Linked DNA regions of Sus scrofa: region 2 is linked to region 1. A link is a contact called in public Hi-C data. All regions are on one chromosome and are shown on one strand. The core of a region is the stretch at or near the end of the contact, and the rest is flanking DNA. Distances in the headings are between cores, read along the strand shown. Region 1 holds the start of PLA2G15 (group XV phospholipase A2). Region 2 holds the start of SMPD3 (sphingomyelin phosphodiesterase 3).

The links. A called contact is a pair of places that touch in the nucleus more often than the background predicts.
Region 2: a contact with region 1 is called in a Hi-C map of embryonic fibroblasts, with 3 times the contacts expected there. The contact joins the promoter of SMPD3 here to the promoter of PLA2G15 in region 1. A contact is called at or near these places in 1 of 5 promoter capture datasets (liver) and 4 of 47 Hi-C or Micro-C datasets (embryonic fibroblasts, liver and undifferentiated spermatogonia).

Annotation. Positions count from the first base shown.
Region 1 is chr6:28,817,646-28,824,417 of Sscrofa11.1, reverse strand. PLA2G15 (group XV phospholipase A2) reads right to left here and starts at 3,798. Exons shown (of 5, transcript XM_021094161.1): 1 at 3,543-3,798; 2 at 1-150. The coding sequence starts at 3,651.
Region 2 is chr6:29,022,472-29,028,654 of Sscrofa11.1, reverse strand. SMPD3 (sphingomyelin phosphodiesterase 3) reads left to right here and starts at 3,258. Exons shown (of 9, transcript XM_005655777.3): 1 at 3,258-3,458.

The sequences.
Region 1 (6,772 bases), core at 2,549-5,048:
TGTCAATCCAGCAGTCGATGATGACAGGCAGCAGCAGCTCTAGGTTCAGCCAGAGTGTGAAGTAGCTGATGGTCCTCTTGGAGCAGAGGTAGTGCACGACTGACGGCTTGTCCAGCTTTGCCTCCAGCTGGTTGCCCAAATCGCCGGGCACTGCAGGGGGACAGAGAGTTCTATGAGGCCCTGGGCCTGGCAGGCTGGAGACCCAAAGGCCTTCTATCTACAGCTGCCCTCAGAGCAGGCAGTGTCGAGTATATTCCAACAGAAGGATCGGGAAATAGGACAGAGCACTGGGCCGCTCAATGAGCCAAAACTGAATCCAAAGGCGGCATTCTAGGACAGGCCGGTATAGAAGGATAGTGAACAGAAATACATGAGAGAGGCTCAGACTGGCATCTGCTGGCCTACCCAGGTCCTCCAGGCCTTTGCTAAAGGCCAGAGCCCAGCTGCTAAACCCTGCTAAAGTTCTAGAGGGCAGATCATCTGGAGGGCCCTAGCGTCTTGGCACACCAGGATGCTGTGCTGGAAAGGGCTATCCTGAAGCACCTACCATTCCAGCCACAGCCCAGTGCCAGTGGTGCGACCAGGCCACAAGGATGACTTCTCTCTACCTGAGGGGGCCTGTTCAGTCTACACAGGGCCCTGGGGCTCTTGTGACACTCAAACCCAGCCCTCCCTATTGCTTCACTAACCCAACAGTCAAGCCCCTTCACAGACCATTTACTCCCAGTGACCTTCAGGCCTCACCTGTTCCCAAACGCCATGGTTTGGTTTTGTTTTGTTTTTCTTTAATAGGGCCATACCTGTGGCATACGGAAGTTCTCAGCTAGGGGTTGAATCGGAACTGCAGCTGCCAGCCTATGTCACAGGTACAGCAACTCAGGATCCAAGCCATACCTGTAACCTATGTCACAGCTTGAAGCAACACCACATCCTTACCCCACTGAGTGAGGCCAGGGATCGAACCTACATCGTGGATGCTAGCCAGATTCTTTCTGCTGAGCAACAACGGGAACTCCCACACATGTAATGCTCTTGACACTTTTCAAACATATTCCAATTTAGGATCCATGATCACAAAGTGGACAACCTGGGAGTTCCCGTCGTGGCGCAGTGGTTGACGAATCCGACTAGGAACCATGAGGTTGCGGGTTCGATCCCTGCCCTTGCTCAGTGGGTTAACGATCCGGCATTGCCGTGAGCTGTGGTGTAGGCTGCAGACGCGGCTCGGATCCCGCGTTGCTGTGGCTCTGGCGTAGGCCGGCAGCTACAGCTCCGATTCGACCCCTAGCCTGGGAACCTCCATATACCACAGGAGCGGCCCAAGAAATGGCAAAAAGACAAAAAAACAAAGTGGACAACCAGTAGTACCTGGCTCTCCTGGGCATTCACTGGGCTCTGGCTGTGACCCCAATCCTGCAGAGGGCACACCCTTCCTGTGCACCACCCTACAGTGTCCTCAGAGCAACCATGGCAGGCAAGTGTGGCACCTGCCTTTACCTCCCTTCATGAGGTGGTGTAGAAGTAGGGAGTCCCCAGAATGATAGCCTCTGGATGACATGCCTATGGACCACGCAGGACAGTGTAAAGACCTCAGTCACTGTCTCCACCAGAGAGGAAATGCCTGAAAGAGGAAGTCACCTGATCTGCTTCATCTGGATACCCTTTGCCCTGGCCAGGCTGTGCGGCCTTTAAAAACACCAGTGGTCACTTCCAGAGCCTCTTTACACCAAAAACTAGAATAGGAGGCATCCATGTGCATTTAACCTCACATAACACTGAGAATATCCTTATTATGTCTACTTTATAGATAAGGCGACTGAGGGTGAGAGGTGGAAATGGCTTGCTACAGTCCCTTCCCCTTGCCCAGGGTCTTCTGTACCCCTTCTCTGGCTTCTGCTTCCTCTCCCTTCAATCTGGGTCCCACCCATAGAGACCAGTCACCCTTGGATGCCAATCCTCTGATGGTCAAGGTCAGGTCGGTCCCTGCTCTGTGCCCAGGAAGAGCTTGTCTGCTGCCCACAATGGGGTTTCCCAGGATTAATGCCAATAGCCTCATACTCTGACGAGTTAGGCAGGTTAGGATTCCAGTTACTCTGAGCCTCTAGGTGAGGCCTGAGGCTCTTCTGCTGTGACCCAGGATAACCCAGAACTGAACGAATTAATGAGGTAAAAAGGCCTAGGACCAGTCCAGTCAGAGACCACACACTTCCCAATGCCACAGTGTTCATACTCAAAACTCCTTAGGTTCACATAAGGCTCCCTAAAGGCCCCCACGATAAAGTCCGGATGACCCATCCAGTCACGAGGCCCGCACAATCCACCCCTGCCCCCACTCCATTCCAGGCAGCCAGGACTGCTTAGTTCCCTCCCTCCGATATGCAGTTCCCTCTGCCTGGAGCTCTCTCTGGGCCTCAGCCCCAGCTGCGTACTCCAGGAAGCCTTCCCCGACTGGGTTGGTGGATTCTCTGTGTTTGCCTATCACAGACCTCAGCTCTCAGGATCATCCTGCCAGCTTAGGGGAAGCAGGACCAAATCTGCCCAGACCCTCTGGTGAACTTGGCATACCCCTGGAGCATTTCTTGGCCCAGAGCTCCTGGTGGGCGTGCCTGGGACTGCATGCCAACCCCACCCTCTGTGATCTGCATCATCCTCATTAAAACACTACAGTAGAAAGAGCATGGGGGGGGGGGTCATGCTGCAGCCGTTCAGTATGTAACGTATACCTCAGCATGCCTCTGCCTTCTAGAGTCCTGGCTGGTCACGGCCTGAATGAGGTACCCAAAGCCCTCAAGACAGAGGCCTCATCCATGTCCACACCCACCAGTAGGAAACACTGAGCGGCCTGGGCCAGGACCAAGGAGAACACAGGCAGGGGAGGTTGCCTAACCCCAACATAGCGTAGTCCAAGAAGGTGTGGCAGAAGTAAGGGTAGAGTATGACATCTGTTCACAGTCATTGTCTCAACTCCTACCTCTGTCTATGGCCACCCTCGGATACCCTTGAGCCTCTTCTCTCAGGCTCAGGGCCACACATTTGCTAAGTCAGGCGGAGCCCTCGTGGAAGGCTAGGAGAGGAATCCTTTCTCCAAAGAACTTCCTTTCAGTAATGCACTCTGAAACTTGTGGGGCTTGAAAGGCAAAGGGAGACCATCTTCTAGCCAGGCCCAAGTCAACGCTGAGGCTTCTGAGAGCCAACTCCGAAGCCACCCCACCTCCTTTGCGGGGCCAAAGGGCCTCGGTCTTTCCAGGTGAAAAATGGGGATGTTTGGGGCTGACATGTTTGGGAATAACGACTGAACTGACGCACAAATGCGCGGTAACCATCCCACTTATCCCTATATTCTACAGTGGAAGGTGACAAGAGTTTCACCACACCCGCGCCCAGCAAAGCGGGAAGCGGACGGACCGACCCAGGTGACAAGACAGTCATATCTTCCCCAATCCCATGCTTAGAGCAGATGCAGAACTGGAAGACAGCCTCGCCCGAGCCCCATCCAGCTGGACGCACGAACAAACGGACCCACGACTGGACGCGCGCCTTACCTAGCACCACCGGTGGGGGACGTCCGGCTGGGAGCGCCGGGTCTGTGAGCATCAGGAGGAACAGGAGGACACTCGGAAGCAGGGCGGCGCGGTAGGGGCAGAGACCCATAGCAGCGACTGCAGCTGCTGGTCTGAGGTGCGGATTCAGCTCTCGCGTCTCGTGCCTAGGCCCGGGCGGCGGCGACGCACTTAACCCCGCCGCTCACAGCCTTCACAGAGGCTGGGCCAATCAGGGCCCGCCTCCTGCAAATGGTCTGCCAATAGGGACTCGCTGCCTGGGCGTCCCTCCCAGTCAGAGCTCACCGCCCCGCCCCTGCTCATCCCGGGCCAACTCCCTTAACCGCGCTGCACGCCGAGTGCATCGATCGGCTGAGGCTCAGCCCGGTTTCCACTCATATTCCCAGCTGGTCGGACCCAGCTCGCCGCTGGACACCCCAAAGTCCACGCTGCGTAGCCCTCACCCCCGATTCCTGGCGCCTCCCTTACCAGGGATCTAGAATGCGCCGGGCCGAGCGGGTCCAATGCTCGCTGCTGCTGAGTGACCCGGATCAAATAAGAGGAAAAAGGGGATAAGTCATTCCCCGGCAACTAGTTCTGGAACTTGGGACCAGGAGCTGACCAGCAACCTTATGCATCTCCCAGGCTGGTTCTTTGCACTCTGCCCCAAGGGCATCTGGGTTCAGGCAACATTAGCCTGGTAAGCATTTCTCTTTCCAGTGAGAATTCAGTTCGCCTGTTTCGGGGTTTCATAAACACCACTTCGCCTTGACCAAGCAGTTCGCTGGCTGGGTTAAGCAAGAGTGAGCTTGAGGAGTTCCCGTCATGGCGCAGTGGTTAACGAATCCGACTAGGAACCATGAGGTTGCTGGTTCGGTCCCTGCCCTTGCTCAGTGGGTTAACGATCCGGCGTTGCCGTGAGCTGTGGTGCAGGTTGCAGACGTGGCTCGGATCCCGCGTTGCTGTGGCTCTGGCGTAGGCCGGTGGCTACAGCTCCGATTCGACCCCTAGCCTGGGAACCTCCATATGCCGCGGGAGCGGCCCAAGAAATAGCAACAACAACAACAACAAAAGACAAAAGACAAAAAAGACAAAAAAAAAAAAAAAAAGAGTGAGCTTGAGCCTCAACCCAGTGCCATGGCCATCTGCAAGTTTCTACGAAAAGCAGGAGGGGTGGTGTTGGAATCTCATGCCCCAGGCCACTCCCACCCCATGCAAACTCATTCCAGAGAGGACACAGACTCTGCACATGGAATTGGGGTGAATAGAGTGGGCAAAAGACTTAACAGCCAGTAATACTCCAGTACCATACTTCATTCTGGAATAGAGAGACCAGCGTGTTTGGAGACTGGAGGTCTTGATCCTTCACATACCCTCTCTGGAGGGCCAGTAAACACCCTGGTTATGCCTGGCTGGTCCCAAGACTTCTGTCCTGCCCCTCCCTCCCTCCCTTCTTTTTTCCTCTTTATCCAGCCTCTCTGGAGTGACAGTCAATGAACATACTCACTGTCTTGGCCTGCCTCTCTTGTGTTCTTTTAGTGAAGCACATTGGTAATTGGGGTACCCTCCTCTCCTAAGGTCCAGCTATCTCTCACCTCAGACCCTGGCCCAGGGGATCCACCTTCTAAAACCACTGCCTCCCTCACCTTCAACCCAGGCCCCAGCAGAGGGCCAGTGTGAGAGAACCTAGAGGCCCTCCTGCCAGGGCAAGTGCTAAGTGGGGGTAGGATAAGAATCAGGACAATCTAGGCTGCCTTGGACTACAGCCACAGTCTGAATGTCTTCTCAGCCTAGCAGCCTCAGGTGACCACAGGCGCCTCGAAGTGTGGCCCTGTCCTTGGTTCCCTGGTGCCCACTCCCATAGTTCCTGCAGATGATAGGATTATGGCCATGGAGGGAGGGGGTGCCAAGGCCTGGTCAGCAATAACCTGTGCTGGCACTGTGGAGAGGGGGCAGCAGGTGAAGGTCTCCCCTTTTGACTATGACCCCACCATCTACATGATTATTCTGGCTACAGACCTGGGGTCATCCTGGACTCTAGATACCTCCTTGACTCTCAGACCCACAACTAGGTGGTCACCAGGTTTTGCCAACTCTACCCTCCCCAAACCAAACTACCCTCATCCATATAGTCTTTTGTCTTTTCAGGGCTGCACCCAAGGCATATGGAAGTTCCCAGGCTAGGGGTCAAATGGGAGCTATAACTGCCAGCCTACAGCTCACAGCAACACCGGATCCTTAACCCACTGAGCAAGGCCAGGGATCGAACCCACAACCTCATGGTTCCCTTGTTGGATTTTTTTCCGCTGCGCCATGACGGGAACTCCAGTGTCTTCCTTATTGATGTCCAATCTATGCCCTTATTCCTGTGGCACTAAAAATTAAATCAGGGAGTTCCTGTTGTGGCTCCATAGGAACAAATCTGACTAGCATCCATGAGGATGCAGGTTCAATCCCTGGCCTTGCTCAGCAGGTTAAGGATCTGGAATTGCCTGAGCTGTGGTATAGGTTGCAGACACGGCTTGGATTTGGCATTGCTGTGGCTGTGGCTTAGGCCAGCAGCTACAACTCCAATTTGACCCCTAGCCTGGGAACCTCCATGTGCCGTGAGTGCGGGCCTAAGGCCTAAAAGGAAGCAAAAAAAAAAAAAAAAAAAAATCAGGTCCCATCACTGTCCACCTAACCCACTCACAACCCTCCCATTGCATGCATCATATGCATCTCACTTACAGTGAGTGAGGGCCATGTAAGGTATTCTGGCTATTTCCCCCAACTTCTACTCTCCCTCTTCCCAGCTTTCTCATCTCCAGCCTCAACGCCTCCCTTGCTGCCTAGAACGGGACAACTTCATTCTCCCTCAGGACTTCTGTACTTGTTGCACTGAGACCACTCTGAAGACCCCAATTGTGGGGACTCAACTGAGCTCTGCAATTAGGTCTCAGCTCAGACATGACCACTGTCTTTGAAGCAGCCCCTGCCTAGCTCTCATTAAAATATAGCCGTTGGAAGAGCCAGCCCCTCCTCGGTCCTATGAACTGTCACCTCCTCAGTTACGAGTTACCACCAGCATAGTCCCTGGCACACAGCAGATGCTTAACAGATGTTGAATGAATGAGTGATGAACCTCTTCCTTATAATGCTCCCTCTTTCCAGGATAAGGTCCTGGCGCCTGTCAGACCTAGAGAAGAAAATAAGGGACTGCGAGGGCCGCGGGGTTGGATGTGAGCTCTGGG
Region 2 (6,183 bases), core at 2,009-4,508, 200 kb before region 1:
ATTTAGCATTCTGGTTAATCCCCTCGTTACTGAGGGTCTATGGAACGTCACTGAGACCTTTTTCCTCTTTAACAAGGTAGGAGACTAGCTCAATGTTCCCCTGGATCCTTTGCAATTCTAGCTTAGAAGCATCTCGAATTCCTTTTTCTTAAAGTTCTCTGTTCTAACGCTACTCCTTGAAAGTGACAAAACAAATATATTGAACATATGCCTGATCAAAATCATGAAACTCATAAGAAAGAATGGGGATTTCAACAAATTACCCAGGACACTGCTTCCTGCCTATTTATTCACAATCAAACCAGCTTCTGAGAATCCAAGATGAAGAATGTGGAAACAGACAAATGTTCATTGAGTGCTTAATTTTCACAAACTTCTTTGCATAAGGTGTTTTATTTCTCCATTACAATACTGTCGAATAAGCCAAGGGCAGATCCGAGAAGGTGGTTTATACAAAGTCACAAAGCTAGTAAATTTCCCCACCACCATCTTATTAGCTGCTCCCTACCACCAATAAATACCATTTTACAATGGAAGAAACAAGTGCAGCCCAGGTCACACATCTCTCTGATTAGCGGTAAAATCAGAATTAGGATCCAGGTTTCCTGACTCTGCTTGGCTGGGCCGATACTATTTTAGTTGCTGCTTTCGGGAAGAATCGTGGAATCCTGACTTTTACCCTACTTACATCAATTTCCTAAACATTAGCACTACTTCTGAAGGGTAAACTTACCTCTAGAGTTTCAAGTGTGGCTCCAGGAGGTCTTCTTTGGTAGCCCTCTGCAGATACTTTGCCGATGCTGTGCTGATGCCTGCCCTGTAGTGTAGTCCTCTGCCTTCCCGCTTTTCCAACAGCCTCTGCTCTCACTGCATCCACAGAATTAGACAGTCTGTCAGCACAAATCCTACTGCCCCTGCCTCCCTACAGTTTTCTCATCTTTAGTAATGAGGCCTCCATGTGTCCACTCAGCCCCAAAGGCCTTTCCTCATGGTTTAGGCCAGGAGGATCAAAGCCCCTCCGCCATGCCTCTTAGAAGTCCAGTAGTTCTCCCCTAAATGCAATCCATTTGACTCATTGCCCCATTCTGGCCTTCCCTCTCTGGATGTCATTAACTCAAGAATGGCACAGTTGTTGTCTCAGGCTCTGTCTTTTTGATTTGAAACAGGTTTATATTAATAGCTTCCCTGGTTACTTCTTTGGCCATAAATTAACTCTCCTGTTTATTAAGGCATTATCCCAAGAATGCTTTAGCTAAAATACACCCAAAAATGTCTGGATGAAGTGACATACGAAGCATGTGTGGGATTAACTGGACCATCTGACCAACACTGGGGACCTTGAGTGGGGAAAGATTCAGAAAAGATGCTACCTAGCAAGGTGGGATATCACCACCAGGGTTCTATGACACTGGGCAGAGGACTAAAAGAAGGGCAGGGATCTCAGACTGTCTTTACTTCATAACTGACAGGAGCAGATCTTTCCCAGAAAGGGAGTGGGAGGTAGGATGTTTAGACATAGAAGAAGGGCCAACAGCTAGAAATAGAGGAACACAAAGAACTAATGACATTTAGGGGAGAACTGACAGAACTTCCAAGGAATAAAGGGCATGAATCTATCACTCTCTGGCATCGTGGAATTGAAAGGCCTTCAAAGCACTCAGGCCAAATTCCAATCCACTGTATGAATGACATGAGCATTTCTTCAAGGGGGTTGCATCCCTTTAGTTGAATGCTCTCAGCAATGGGAAACACCTGACTTTAGGATAGCAAGATCATGGAGGTATGAGGAAAATTTGATTCCTGTACACTCATTTTCAATTCAACAAACACCTATTGAGGAGTTCCTGTTGTGGCTCTGCGGAAACGTATCTGACTAGCATCCATGAGGACGCGGGTTCGATCCCTAGCCTTGATTAATGGGTTAGGGATCTGGCGCTGTTGTGAGCTGTGGAGTGGGTCGTAGACGAGGCTTGGATCTGGTGTTGCTGTGGTTGTGGTGTAGGCTGGCAGCTGAAGCTCCAATTCAACCCCTAGCCTGGGAACCTCCATAGGCCATGGGTGTGGCCCTAAAAAAGGAAAAAAAAATATATATATATATATATATATAATACACTACTATGTGCCGGACACTACAGGTGCTGGACTATAAATATGAATAATATAGACATGGTCCTTGCTATGTGGATTTTACAATCTAGTACAGAAGATAGGCACTCAAACACGCAAACAGAACAGGGGAAGTAAAGGGTGCTGCTCAAACACAAGGTGAGGTACCTCAAACTGAGCCGGGCCTCTGGAAAGACTTCCCTGAGGAGGCTGCGTCTAGGCTGGGGCCTGAAGAGTGTGCGGGGTTAGCTGAGTGGAGGGGGGAGGAACCTATGGGAGAGAACGGGCGCTTGAGGCTTCCCAGCCTCCAAAGTTCAGATCTTGAAGGGCCTTTACATTGATACTGAAAAAAGTGGATTTAATTCTGGAGGCAGTGAGAAGCTGGGCGAAGGGTTTCAAGCAGGAGAGGCACCCCCCTGGCTACGCTGTGAGAGACCCTGCCTGAGGTATGGGGGGTGTCGTGAAGGAGGCCAGAACCCAGGACAGGAAGGCCCAAGGAAAATGACCAAAAGCAAAGCGCTCAATGACAAGATCGAGGCAAAAATAAAGGGATAAAACTCAGAACGTGCCCCTTCCACTCTCATGTCGAAGGTATCCTTCCTCTCTCACCTTTGCTAGGCAAACCAAAGGGGCTTGCTCTCGAATTGCCCTAACACCGCAGAGTGTGGGTGGAGAGACGACTCCATGCCCCTCTTTCCAGATAAGAAAACTGAAGCCCAGCTCCCGGAGTGGGGATCGAGGACAGACAAGAATAGAAACGGCCTCCTAAGAGGCCGCCCGAAATCCTGCACAATCCTTCGAGGGTCCCACGGCCTGCCCCATTTCTCCGTCAGCCACTCCCAACCAGCCGCCTTTGCTATAGAAACAGTCCTCCCGCCCTCCTCAGCGCCTGCGTTTCGTCAATGCACTCTGGGAAATGCAGTCCACCTCTGGTTACCTGCCCGCGACTTGAGCCCACTCTGCGTCCTTAAAGGACTACAGGTTCCAGAAGCCGGCGCGTAAAACTCCGGCGTCTCTGGGGAATGAGGTCCTGCTAGAGAGACAGAGGAACCCGCGGGCGGGGCAGCAGGGAGCCGGGACTGCACCCCCCCAATGGGCGGCCTCCTGGGCGGGGCCCGGGTGGCCATTGGCTACGGAGGCACGGAGGAGGCGGGGTCATCGGAATGAGGCGCGGAGCTGTTCGCCTCTCCAGGTGCTGAGTCCGAGGGAGGCTCCGGTTGCGCGAGCCGAGGTTGCAGGCGCCGCGGTCGCAGCCGCGTACCGCGCCGTCGCCGTCGCGAGAGGCATCGCCTAGAAGCTGGAGCCGTGAAGAGCTCGGAGGAGCTCCTAGACCGCCCTCCAGCCTTTCTGAGGTCGGTGCTTTCAGATTCGCTTTTGTTTTATTGGGGAGGGAATGAATTGAGGCATGAGGGGGCCTGGTGAGTTGATGGGACCTGTCCTCACCGCCCTCAAGACCATTGTCCTGGAGCGCTGCTGACTGTGGCCCCGCGTCTGAGGTCGGAGCAGCTTTGGTTAGTTTTTGTCTTATGGTGAAGGGGGCTCTTGAGCGTGAAGGTAGAGGGCTGGTGACCTGCCCCTCCATCCCTAGTGAGAGGGCGTTAAGAGCTTGGAGCTTCTCTCCTCTAGTGCCTGAAGTCCAGGCTGCCTGGATTATTGAGAATGGGAAAGTGTCTTGAGATGAAAGATTCAGAGGAAGGGGGACTCTTCCCCACAACACCTCGGCTCCTTAAGGTTACAAAGAGTCTGGATGGAATGGATAAAACAGCGGGACGCCTCCTCGTCTGCTCAGAATCTTCTGGGATTATTGAGGAAGGGCTGTTTGGGGATGTCATGAACACCTATCCTAGTACTCATCTCTCTGCTGAAGCCGAGGGCTTCTGAGGAGGGGAAACGGGATGAAGATGGAGACAGAGGACTCTTCCCCTCCCACCTGGACCCGCCTTGGTTATGGGGGGTAGGGGAAAATGAGATGTGAGGGTAAAGGCTGGGAGACCCCTCCCTACTCTGACAGGAGTCGCCGGTACAGGAAAGCACTGACGGGTTCTCAGGGTCCTTTGCGATCTGGGCCCCGCGCCTAAGGTCAGAGTGGCCAGGGGGTGAGGTGTGCAGTGGGGAAAAGTAAGAGGGATTGAGGAACCTCCCTGGCCTCTCCCCTTCCACGCCTTACCACCTTGACCCCCCTCTACCTCGGTCCAGGCCAGGGGCCCTTAGTCGAGACGACCCTCCCCGCCCCACTCCGGAGCCCGTGCTCCTGTACCGCATCGGGGAGCCAGACCCGGATGGGCACGTGCTGGGCGGGACAGGGCTAGTCCCCTCTCGGGCACCCTGAAGCTCCAGGTAGACGCCCACCGCGGCTGTAGACCCTCGGGCTGTTCCGCTCGGCGCAGGGTGCGCCTCAGATCCAGCTACAGACACCTATCTCCCAGCCACGCGGCGGCCGCTCTGAGCGCAGGGCTTTCAAGCTCGGCCCCAGCATCCGAGGGAGGACAAAGCCGCGGTCGCCGCACTGGCGGGCCTGCGCCACCGGCTGGGCGGGGGGCGAGGCCGAGGGAGGGGGGGTTCGGGTGCGGCGCGGGGAGCTTCCGCGGAAGCGTGACAGAAGCCAGGCAGGAGACAAAGCGTGCTGGCTCCTCGCGGGCCCGCGCGAGCGGGGATGGAAAATCCCGAGGGAGGAGGCGGCCGCGCGGGGCAGGGCACTATATACCCCACACCCTTCCCTCCCACCCCACCCCCCCGCCAACTCCCACCCCCGCGGGTCCTGCCTCCGGGTGCTGTGTGTGCAATGGTAACAGGGTCCCGTCTGTGGGGCGTTCAAGACCTGTGACCATGAGGACGTGGACAGGCAAGGGGTTCTGCCTCGCAGAAGGGACCCAAGGTTCGAGGCATGAGTGAGTCAGGGTCCGCAGGATCATCCTGACTAACCCCTCCCAACCCCACCCACTCCATCAGCCATGTTAGGTCAAATTTGGTCGTGTGTGTGTGTGTGTGTGTGTGTGTGTGTGTGTCAGAGTGTAATGTTTGCATGGGCAATGGTGTGGGTCAGAGTTTGAGTGTGAATGTGTATGACTAGGGAGGTGCCAAGGTGTGCTCTAGTGTTCACATGCGTGTCATAGTGAGCTTGTGCATCTGGCTGGCTGTGTGTGAAAAGAATGAAGTACTGTTGGCCTCAGAGGCGGGGAGCAGGGTAGTCACCTTCAACTCTCAAATCACAGTAACGACCTAAAGTCCACTGGATTCCCTCAGGTAAAGATAGCTTCAGGCCATGTGCATGTGGTGCGGCCCAGAAAGTGGGACCGCACAAGTAAGTGGAGCCCTCTTCAGCCCTTTTGGTGCCTTGGGTCTGACCCTAACATCCTCACCAGTGCCCTGCCTTTCCCATCCCTCAGAAACCTTATCCTGCTGCAGTGGGCTGCCTGAGGACCAGAATTCTGTCCCCCACCATCATAGGCTGACAAGTGAGGCTTGGGGAGCTCATAAGCAGAGGGGTTCCTTCTTTGTTTTTTTGTTTGTTTGTTTTTGCCTTTTGGGCTGCACTCGCGGCATATGGAAGTTCCCAGGTTAGGGGCTGAAACAGAGTTACAGCTGTTGGCCCATGCCACAGCCACAGCAATGCTGGATCCAAGCTGTGTCTTTGACCTACACCACAGTTCACAGCAACCCTGGATCCTTAACCCACTGAGCAAGGCCAGGGATTGAACCCTCGTCCTCATGGATACTATTTGGATTGTTTCCACTGTGCCACAACAGGAACTCCAGGAGAGTTCTTACGATATGGGTGCAAGACTGTGTGGCAAGACAACTTTTGTCACTTGGATCTCTATCTGGAAGGGCCATGGGGTTGGAGTTGCAGGTCAGTGACAGGTGGCCTCTCAGTAATACCAGGTGCACTTGTAGAGAGGACACAAATGTGTCACAAAGATATCACTATGGATAGATAACCCTAGAGGATGAGGATAACCCTCTCAAACCTGCCCATTCCCACTAAGTGACCTCCATTTCACAGCACTTTTATGCAAAGGTGCTGTGTGGCTTTGAGATAATCCCCACCTGAGACTCCTTTTCCCATACAACGAGGGG